Regions from separate parts of the Hordeum vulgare genome. Here region 2 is linked to region 1. Evidence: chromatin contacts called from public Hi-C data. All regions are on one chromosome and are shown on one strand. Each heading gives the region's core, a stretch centred on a gene start, on an enhancer-like site or on the middle of the called end of the contact. The rest is flanking DNA. Distances are from core to core; before and after follow the strand shown. Region 1 holds the start of LOC123401915 (endoglucanase 6). Region 2 holds the start of LOC123403136.

Region 1 (4,255 bases), core at 1,210-3,709:
AAGCGTCGGTGGCGTCGGTCGGCCCGCCGACGACGGCGCCCACCAGCAGGTTCGGGTTGGGCGCCGCGGTCGCATAGTACGCCGCCCCGGCCTTGCACCCGATCCTCGCCGGGTGCGCCGCCACCGACGGGATGGAGCTGCCGCGGTGGTGGATCCGGCGCGGGAACCGCGGGCCGTAGCCGACCATGTAGGACATGCGCAGCGGGTTGTCCCCGAGGATGTAGTCCACCTGCCGCTTGGCCACCTGCCGGAGCTTCGTCGGCGGCGCCGTCCGCCCGCCGCCGCCGCAGGAGACGTGCGCGCCCGCGTGGCTCAGGTAGTTGGAGTAGGCCAGGATGAGGAAGGAGAGCGACGTCACGTGCTGCATGTTGCTGCCCCCGACCTTGAACAGCAGCCCGCCTGCATTCCGTTTCTTGATTGATCAGTGATCACTCCTCCCAGTTGTTCACAAGATGAACCTCATGTTTTCTTGCTGTGTTTGTGGCGAAACAAACCTGGGGAGTACTGGATCTGGGGGTGGTCGGAGATGCCGGGGAGGAGGGTGCACATGAAGTTGTTGGCGTTGACGCGGAAGGACTGGAAGTACTCGTCCTTCCCCATTAGGACCTCCTGGTCGATCAATCAAGAACACAACAACATATTAGTACTGACAGCAAGTGCAGTACTATGATCCAGTTTTATTAGCTGGTTGTAACTTGATTCGAATGGCAGGAAGGACATGACTGGCATGACGAGTCGAGAGTGGAGACCCGTGAGAGCCTCTGAAAAGTGCCGCTACCGCTTGCCGCGCCGGCAGCATGCGGAGCACAGGGGCCTAGGTAGGAGAGGCCAAGATAGAAGAGACAAGTATCCTCCTCGTGAAGTCTCCTATTTGCTGGTACGCCACCACCGTGCACTATACACACTCCATTTGTTTACTACTGACTGGTCATTGATTAATCTAATCTGAACCGGGGTATATCATCCAGATTCAGGAATCAGTAGCATCTACCAGTCAGGGTAATTTCAGAATGGCTGATCCGTTGGCAAGACGTATGTGCCCATCATAAGAAACTAACTGAATCCACATTTGTAAAGCTTAAAAGGCGTAAAGCAGCAGGCAAGACAGTCAATCATTAGATTCGAGTGGCTTGCTAGCTTATGTGTACTCTTTTATCATTATCAGCATCTGTAGTTCTGTACTGCATACAAAGGCCAAAGCTGCATGCGGAAGGGATATCACCTTGGAGATGAGGACGTTGATGCCGGCGTGCTTGTTGTCCCAGCCGAACTCGTTGATGGAGTCGCTGGCGCCGAGCACCACCTCGTTCTTCTTGATGTACTGCCGGTACTCCCTCCTCCGCGACGCCTTGTGCAGCCACGCCGCCGCCCACAGCAGCTCGTCCTGGTACCCGTCGAAGTCGCAGTAGCAGGGGCACACCGCCGCGTGCAGGCTGCTGCTGTAGGCGCCCCGGTACCTGTCCGCGAACTTGAACACCTGCTCATTTTTTTCATGTCAGAGCTGAGCTGACACGCACGGCACATTTGAGTCGTCAGAGTGGAGACAGTTTGCGACTTACGGCCATGGCGCGGTCGAGGAGGCGCTGGGAGTAGACGGGGTCGGCGTCGCGGAAGACGATGGAGCCGGCGGCGAGGGCGGCGGCGGTCTCGGCGGCGACGTCGGAGCCCGGGTGGGAGGGGTCGACCTTGTAGACGGTGCGCGGGGTGTCCATGTCCTCGGGCCGCTCCCAGCAGGAGTGGTCCTTGAAGGCGTCGCCCACCTGCACGTACACCGTGTTGGGCTTGGCCGTGGCCTTCATGAAGTAGTCCGTCGCCCACCGCACCGCCTTCCTCGCCTCCTCCTTGTGCGGCCCGAAGCTGCGGCCGAAGTCGATCAGCCCCCACGACATGAGCGTCGCCGTGAACGCCATCGGGAACCCGAACTTCACGTTGTCGCCGGCGTCGTAGTACCCTCCCGTCAGGTCCACCTGCAGCGCATTGCCATGGAAATGGAACCATCACCACTTTTGCACAAAAGAAAATACAGTATAAACGAAGCAGAACATTGTAAGATGAGATGCGAGTCGTACGCCGGCGGCGGCGCCGTCGTGTAGGCCGGAGTCGCGGCGCCAGCGAAGGCGCTGGTCGGGCGGAAGCCTGCCGGATCGCTGACCCTCGAAGAAGAGAATGCTCTTGTGGAGGGCGTCGCCGTAGTCGTGATGCCCGGCCGACGCCACCGCCGGCAAGAGCAGCAGCGCCAGCACAAGCGCAGACGACAGCCCCATTGCCGCCCTGACCGCCAACGGCAAGACCGGTGCTGCGGCTGACCGGAAGAAATTAAGCTAATGCAATGGCAATGCAGCACCGTTGGATCGGTGCTCTCGGCGGCTGAGTGACAGAGCGAGGAGCGAGTGTGTGTGCGTCTACTGGAGTCAGCAGGGCCGTGGTTTAATAGTGGCCGGCGGAGGAGAGGTGAGTGAGGTGGTGTCGGAGCCGAACGGGCGGGAGGTTAAATACGGCATGTGACGGGCGCAGGCCGGAGTGACGGGAGGGGAAGGAGGCCTAGGATGCCCGGCAGAGGCCAATGCGGCGGCTGCACGTGGACGTGGCGAACGTTGCGGCGCCGGTGGCTTGGTTGGCCTGGAGCTGAAGGCTTGAATGTGCTGCTGCATTACTCCACAGAACTACTGCTAGTACTCGCTCTGCAGTTGCAGCCGTCTGTGCCGTTGGTTTGGTTCGTTTTGGCCGTTGCTCCATCAGAGAAAATGTGGCATGGCATTCAAGCATGCTCGTATAGTACTCCAGAGGAAAATGTCGAGGAGTGCGTATAATGTGGTTTCGTTTCTTCGTTTAGCCAGACCGAATGGATAAGAGGGTTTTGGAATGTGTCTTTCTGCGGGGATTTTGACAGGGTTTTGTTGTGATCAAAGTCCAGGAAAATGTTGCACTTTTCCTTCTTTTGAGGGAAAGAAAATTGCACTTCTCCGGTGGCGAAGATGGATCAGTGATCGGCGCAGCATGCATGGCACTCACTCATCATATCATAGTAGGAGTAGAGGACGGCGGTGATGTAGATGGTGGGAGAAAGAAAGAAAGAAAGAAACGGTCATCCGGGGGAGCAGTTACTAGGGTCGGCCCCGGTGCTCAGCGTGCACTGCCTGTGCCGGTCAGTGATTCATCAGTGCTCTTCTTTCTCGGGCTCAGCCGTCACTTGTGCTCTCTACCAACCCTGGATAAGGCCCTGTTTGGTTACAGGACTAGAATTAAAAAAAAGTCCCTATATAATCAAACGGAAGGAACTTTTTCTTAAGTGACTATAATAAAAACTTTATTAAGTGATTTTTTTTTCTTTAATCCTTAGGACTAAAAAATGTTTAATCCCTTAAAACCAAACACCCCTTAATACTACTGAGCCTCGCCGAATGATCCATGGTCCTTACAGAGCATAGTACAACGGACTCCGGAGGGTCGACCCGTGCGTTGCAATCTACCACTACTACTACGTTGCCATGAGCCCATGACGACAAGCACGACGATCTTGTCATTAGCGTGCTCATCAGTCCTCACTGGTGTGCATCCGTAGCAGCTTCGCCGAATCTGACCGTTGGGCCTGGTGGAAAAAAGGGACCATGCATAGCCCGTAGGCACGATGGGGCCGCCCGTAGGCAAGGGGACGAGGCCGACGGGAGGAGAGCCGTTAAAGCCTGCGTCCTTGCTGGCTGATGCCAAAGAAGAAGAACCTGTAGAAGAGAAGCGTGGCAATAGACAGAGCTACAGGTCGATGCTACTACTACGTACGTACCCTGCCGTGAGCGAGGGGGAATTAAGAACATCTTCAATACATGATGTATATTCTGATGCTTCAAATTAATAGTGTAAAAAATTGAAGCAGCAAAAAATGCTTTTTACATTTTTGAAAAATGCTTAATTCGAACAGATGGTCCAAACGGAGATGTAAAACAGTAACTTTAACATATGGCTCAAAACGAAGATGTAAAACCGACCGACCGCCATGCGGCTGGTGTTCAGCCACTGTACAGCCGCACATCTTTTTTTTCTTCGTGGTTGCTGTTCTTCGACGACATCTGATGACGGCGCCAATCGGAAAGAGTTAGGGCGGCGACGTGTGGAGAGAGGTCGTGGCGGCGGAAAGTGGAGAGAGGTCGGGGTGGCGGTCCAGCGGGGAGCGGGCAGCGGCGTGTGGCGTGGGGCGAAGGCGGACGGAGCTAGGAGGGCGTGCAGTGCGGGCGGCGGCGTGCGGTGCGGGTGGGGGCAG
Region 2 (4,511 bases), core at 2,005-4,504, 470 kb before region 1:
ACTGCCTTCACTCGAAAACCACTTCTGATCCTGAGTGGCTGAGTGCCAAGAACCTCGCTCGGGACAAATTGGCTGCTCAATGGAGGAACCTCAAGATCTCTGGAGAAGTGGACAACTTCCAATCGTCGACCAAGCAAAGGCATGATGGCAAGATCGTAGCGCTGAGCCTAGTGTCAACCCTTGCAGCGTGCTAGTCTCCACAGGTGACGGGTGCTCCTCCGATGAAGTGCAGGAAAGGCTATGTGATTATTCTACGTTGAACGGAAGATTGTAGGACACGCACCAGTTAGCGGTCTATTTGTCTTGATTTTGGTAACCTACAAGCCAAGCATGTCCTGTGTCTACAACTCTTTATTTCCCATTGTTAGTTTTATCTTTCGAACTGCTCTTCTAACAAAACTATTGTGATAAGTTGTATGAACTACTCTTGGTTTCATATATATATGGAGCCGGGGAGAGTCCTCCTTGTTCATCTAACTTTTTTTTTACTTCTCATTGGTTGAACATTTCTCCAAATATTTTGGCATACTAAAAATAGTGTCAAACCTAGTGGGCCTATTTGAATTGTTTCAAATTTATTTTTCTATTTTTTTATTATTCCATAACTTTATTTATGGCTTAATTGCCAAAATCAAAATATTCCCAACTCCTGGACCATTCAAAATATTTAAGGCAAATATCATCTTAGGGATTTCTTTTCCTGTCCTTTATGCAATTTTTGAAAACAACATGGAGTCCTTTTTGACATTCTTTTGAATTCAATGGATTTGAATTCAATGTTGGTCTTGTTGGCCCCAAAAGAAAAATATGCAAGGAAATCATGTATGCATATGCTTCTATTTTCACAACCAAATTTTAGGGGGAAATGGATTGTGATAGTGTGCTAGGGAGGAAATCTTGTTAAAAGACATTCCCTCTTGTTTGATAATTACATAGGCGCATGGTTACAATAAATAAGGCCAAGAAAACCTCGGAGCTGAGCATAGCCTCAGAATCGAAGGATGGCGTGGAGGACGGAATTCGCCTACAAAGCCGATCACATAGAATTATGAAGATATTCTGAGGAAGATGCTTGATGTCCTCGGCTTGAACACTAGTTCAAGGGCTACTATTGGTGTCTTGGATGATGGGGTGCTTGTCACGTCGGCCCGTCACTTATGGGTCGGGCCAAGGAACCACCAAAGATTGGTGATCAGGCTATGTCGGCCCAGATCCTCGGTGAGTCGGTGTAATCAAGATCAAGATTTCCTGAAGGTGGCGTACACTCAAAGCGTATTTCAAATATTAGCATGTTTATCCCTAAATTATAACCGACTATGTCTAAACCCTAGATAGCTCTGACATCTATGTAAGCCATGGACTTTAGTCTGTAGAGATATATACGCAATGATTATAGCTTAGAACAAGTTCATAGGATCTCGAGGTAGATCAAGTTGTACTTTGTACCCCATCACAATCAATATATGAGAAGGAGGACAGAGGGTTTTACCTCATCAAGACGGTCCGAACCTGTAAAATATCGTGTCCCTACTTCTTCTGTTACTATCTAACACAGGTCATCAAGCTTGGGACCCCCTACTCTAGATCCGATGTTTTAGCACTGATCGGAAGGGCGAAGGCCATCAAGTAGGAGTAGTGGGGCCAGGCATCTCACAGAGTCCTTCCCGACGGCGCCGTGCGATTGCCGACTCGCTGGTCGAGGCACAGGCCAAGGCCAAGGCCCGGGGGAAAATAATGAACATGACACTGGATCTTGCCCGCTACACTCACACATGGCAGCGCGAGGGAGAGGGAGTAGGCCGGCGCTTGCACCATGGATGGCTGAAGGGAGCAACCGGTCTAGTTCGGGAGGTGGCGCGAGTGTCACAAGCTCGGAAGGCCAAGGCTTAATGGTTGTAGTCCTTATTTGCTGCTCTCCTCCAAATGTTTCGCTTTTCGCATAAAGCGGTTACAAAAAAAATGGAGCCCTCTTATCTAACGACCGTTCACTGGAAGGGCGTGGGATTTGCGACGTTTACTTACATTTTTAGTCGTGTCGGAGGTGACAATTTCTGAAGAACTGCAGGCCTTTTCTCGGAGGACGACAAAGACAAAAGGCTATCCTAAATCCTAAAACGAATCTCAACGCGAGATTCTGCGCATGAAATTTTGAAATAATTTCAGTCGACTGTAAAATGCTACTAGCCTCGGTTTCCTTTGCCCCTCGATTTCCTCACATCTCACTCCTCTAGAGCACGGGACGATCCTCGACGACAGCCTCGGTTTCCTTTGCCCCTCGATTTCTTATCAGCGGAATTGCGACTTGCTAGAGGCGTCTGATGGTAACTGCGACAACAAGTCGACAGATGAAATGTTTCAACACGGTGCCTTTTTGAATTGATGAAAAGATGTAAAAGAAAAAGGATCCTCCCCTCCGTGGTACGTACGTACTCCTTGTTCCGCCGTCCGGCCACAGGAACGCGTCACTCGCGGGCGATCCGTCCGCGGGGGCTTTGCGGCCGCCCTTGGCCTCCATCGACAGCCACTGCTAGCTTCCCGTTCCTATCCAAACCGGCTCCACGCGCTCATGGCTTTGCGGCCGCCGTTCCGCCCGATCGATCATACAGTACAACAGCCACCACAGAATAAAACCCGACGCGTCCTTTCGCTAGCTGCAATCAATAGGCGTGTCACGCACTCACGTGTTCGTCCCACTTCCAAGAGAGGAAATGCCCGTCTCCAAAAGAAAAGGAAAATATTCCGTTGCAAACATGGCGTATCCGTTTGTTCCTCTGCTCCCACAGACCCACACGCACAACGAACTAGATCCAGAAACAAAAACGGCACGGACACACTCTCAGTCGGATTTGCGCGGCATATTTTCAGAAGGCCGGTTGGAGTTGGATTTGCGCGGCATATTTTCAGAAGACCGGTTGGAGTTGGATTTGGATTTGGATAGACGAGCTTTATCCGTCCAAATCGAACCGAAGCAACGCGCGGGCAGCAGGGCACGTGGAGAGCCGTTCTGCGGATAGGCAGGCAGGCACCGTCGCCCGCCCGCCACAACGGCATGTCTCGCAACGTGACAGCGTCAACGTGTACACATGGACGGATATGTCTTCCCTTCTCCCTCGGCCTTACCCACCCGAGGGCGGAGGAGATGAAAAACCATCGGCCAAGAAAGCGACGGCGGAAAGTGAGGATCGGGTAAACCGGGGAGGGACACGCGGTACGCTGCGTGCGCTCGTCGCCCCAGCAAAAACGGCACGGATGCGTGACCCCGTCCCGTTTCACACCGCCATACGTGTGGCCCCTATTTATGCGCCCCGTCTCATGCAACGCATGGTGCTGGGCTGGGCTGGGTTGAACCGGCAGTGCTACATTTCACATCTCCCATCTCCCATCTCATCTCATCTCATCTCATCGGCGGGTCGTCGTCGTCGTCATCTTCATCATCCATCCAGAGGCACGAGAGAAACCAGAAGAAGAAGAAGCCACGTGAGGTCTGGCGATGGAGAATTCTTGGGAGGAGGAAGGGCAGCGGCTGGCGGCGGCGCGGGTGGTGCACAGCCAGGTGAGGAAGATCAAGGAGGAGGAGGGCGACAAGGTGAAGGTGGACGAGACGTACCAGCAGCAGCAGCAGCTGGCCGGGATGCGCCTCGTCCTCCGCGACCTCGGCCGGCAGCGCTCGCGCTCGCCGCTCGGCCGGGTCGGACGCCCCGCCATCTCCATCTCCATCGGCGGCGACTCCTAGAGGACGGGGCGGGACGGCGATCGGCCGTCCCCTCGTGCTCTCTCTTCTCGTCGTGTATTTAGGACCTTTTCTTTTCTTCCTTCCTTTTTTTCTTCTTCTTCCTTTGGTGATCCTGTCCGTCCGTGGACGGGGGCAGAAGATAGATCCTCTTCTGCTGGGGTGTCGTTCGTTCCCATCTCTCCATGATGGTCCTGTAAATACTTCACCATACTCCCATGTGTGAGCTTTGTCGGTCTCTTCCCCTTTTCAGCTTATAGGAAACAGGAATTTTTGGATGGATGGTTCTTTCTTACTTTATTATTATGCTTGCGATTGTGAAAAGAGATTATGCATAGAGATTTAGATTAGATTAGAATTCTGTGATGTTGGTCTGAATATGTCAACTCTTTATTTTGCCTCAAGATGTCAACTCTTATCTTATCTGAACTATGGCTCAACAATGCTCTTCAGTTACGAGATTGCCGATTACAGGTTAATGACAAGTATAGCTTACATTTCACTGAAGTTCATTACGCAGAGACTGGTTGCAGTAACTCTTCAGGATAATTTAATATATATCCCTTGATCTAATACAAACAGACAGGTGTAACATGTCACATGTGTAAAACGCCTCTCATGTTCAATTCTAAAACACTTGCTAATGTTCAAGCTCGGTTTAATGACTCCCCCTGCTGGAAAGCTATCATGAAAGTTAAAGATGTGTATATGGCTGGTAGCATGAGGCCTGGTTCGATGACAGGCCTTTAAAAGATAGTTGTTCTATGTTATTTGACATTTG

Evidence for each region. Hi-C and Micro-C count contacts between places; a contact is called where the count stands out from the background.
Region 2: a contact with region 1 is called in a Hi-C map of leaf, with 4 times the contacts expected there. The contact joins the promoter of LOC123403136 here to the promoter of LOC123401915 in region 1. A contact is called at or near these places in 3 of 6 Hi-C or Micro-C datasets (leaf and seedling) and 1 of 1 datasets of contacts at active chromatin or transcription factors (embryo).

What each region holds. Positions count from the first base shown.
Region 1 is chr6H:492,950,106-492,954,360 of MorexV3_pseudomolecules_assembly, reverse strand. LOC123401915 (endoglucanase 6) reads right to left here and starts at 2,459. Exons shown (of 6, transcript XM_045095779.1): 1 at 2,356-2,459; 2 at 2,070-2,310; 3 at 1,560-1,967; 4 at 1,223-1,477; 5 at 495-609; 6 at 1-399. The coding sequence starts at 2,264. It also overlaps the pseudogene LOC123405663.
Region 2 is chr6H:493,419,135-493,423,645 of MorexV3_pseudomolecules_assembly, reverse strand. LOC123403136 reads left to right here and starts at 3,254. Exons shown (of 1, transcript XM_045097100.1): 1 at 3,254-4,008. The coding sequence starts at 3,491. The coding sequence ends at 3,733.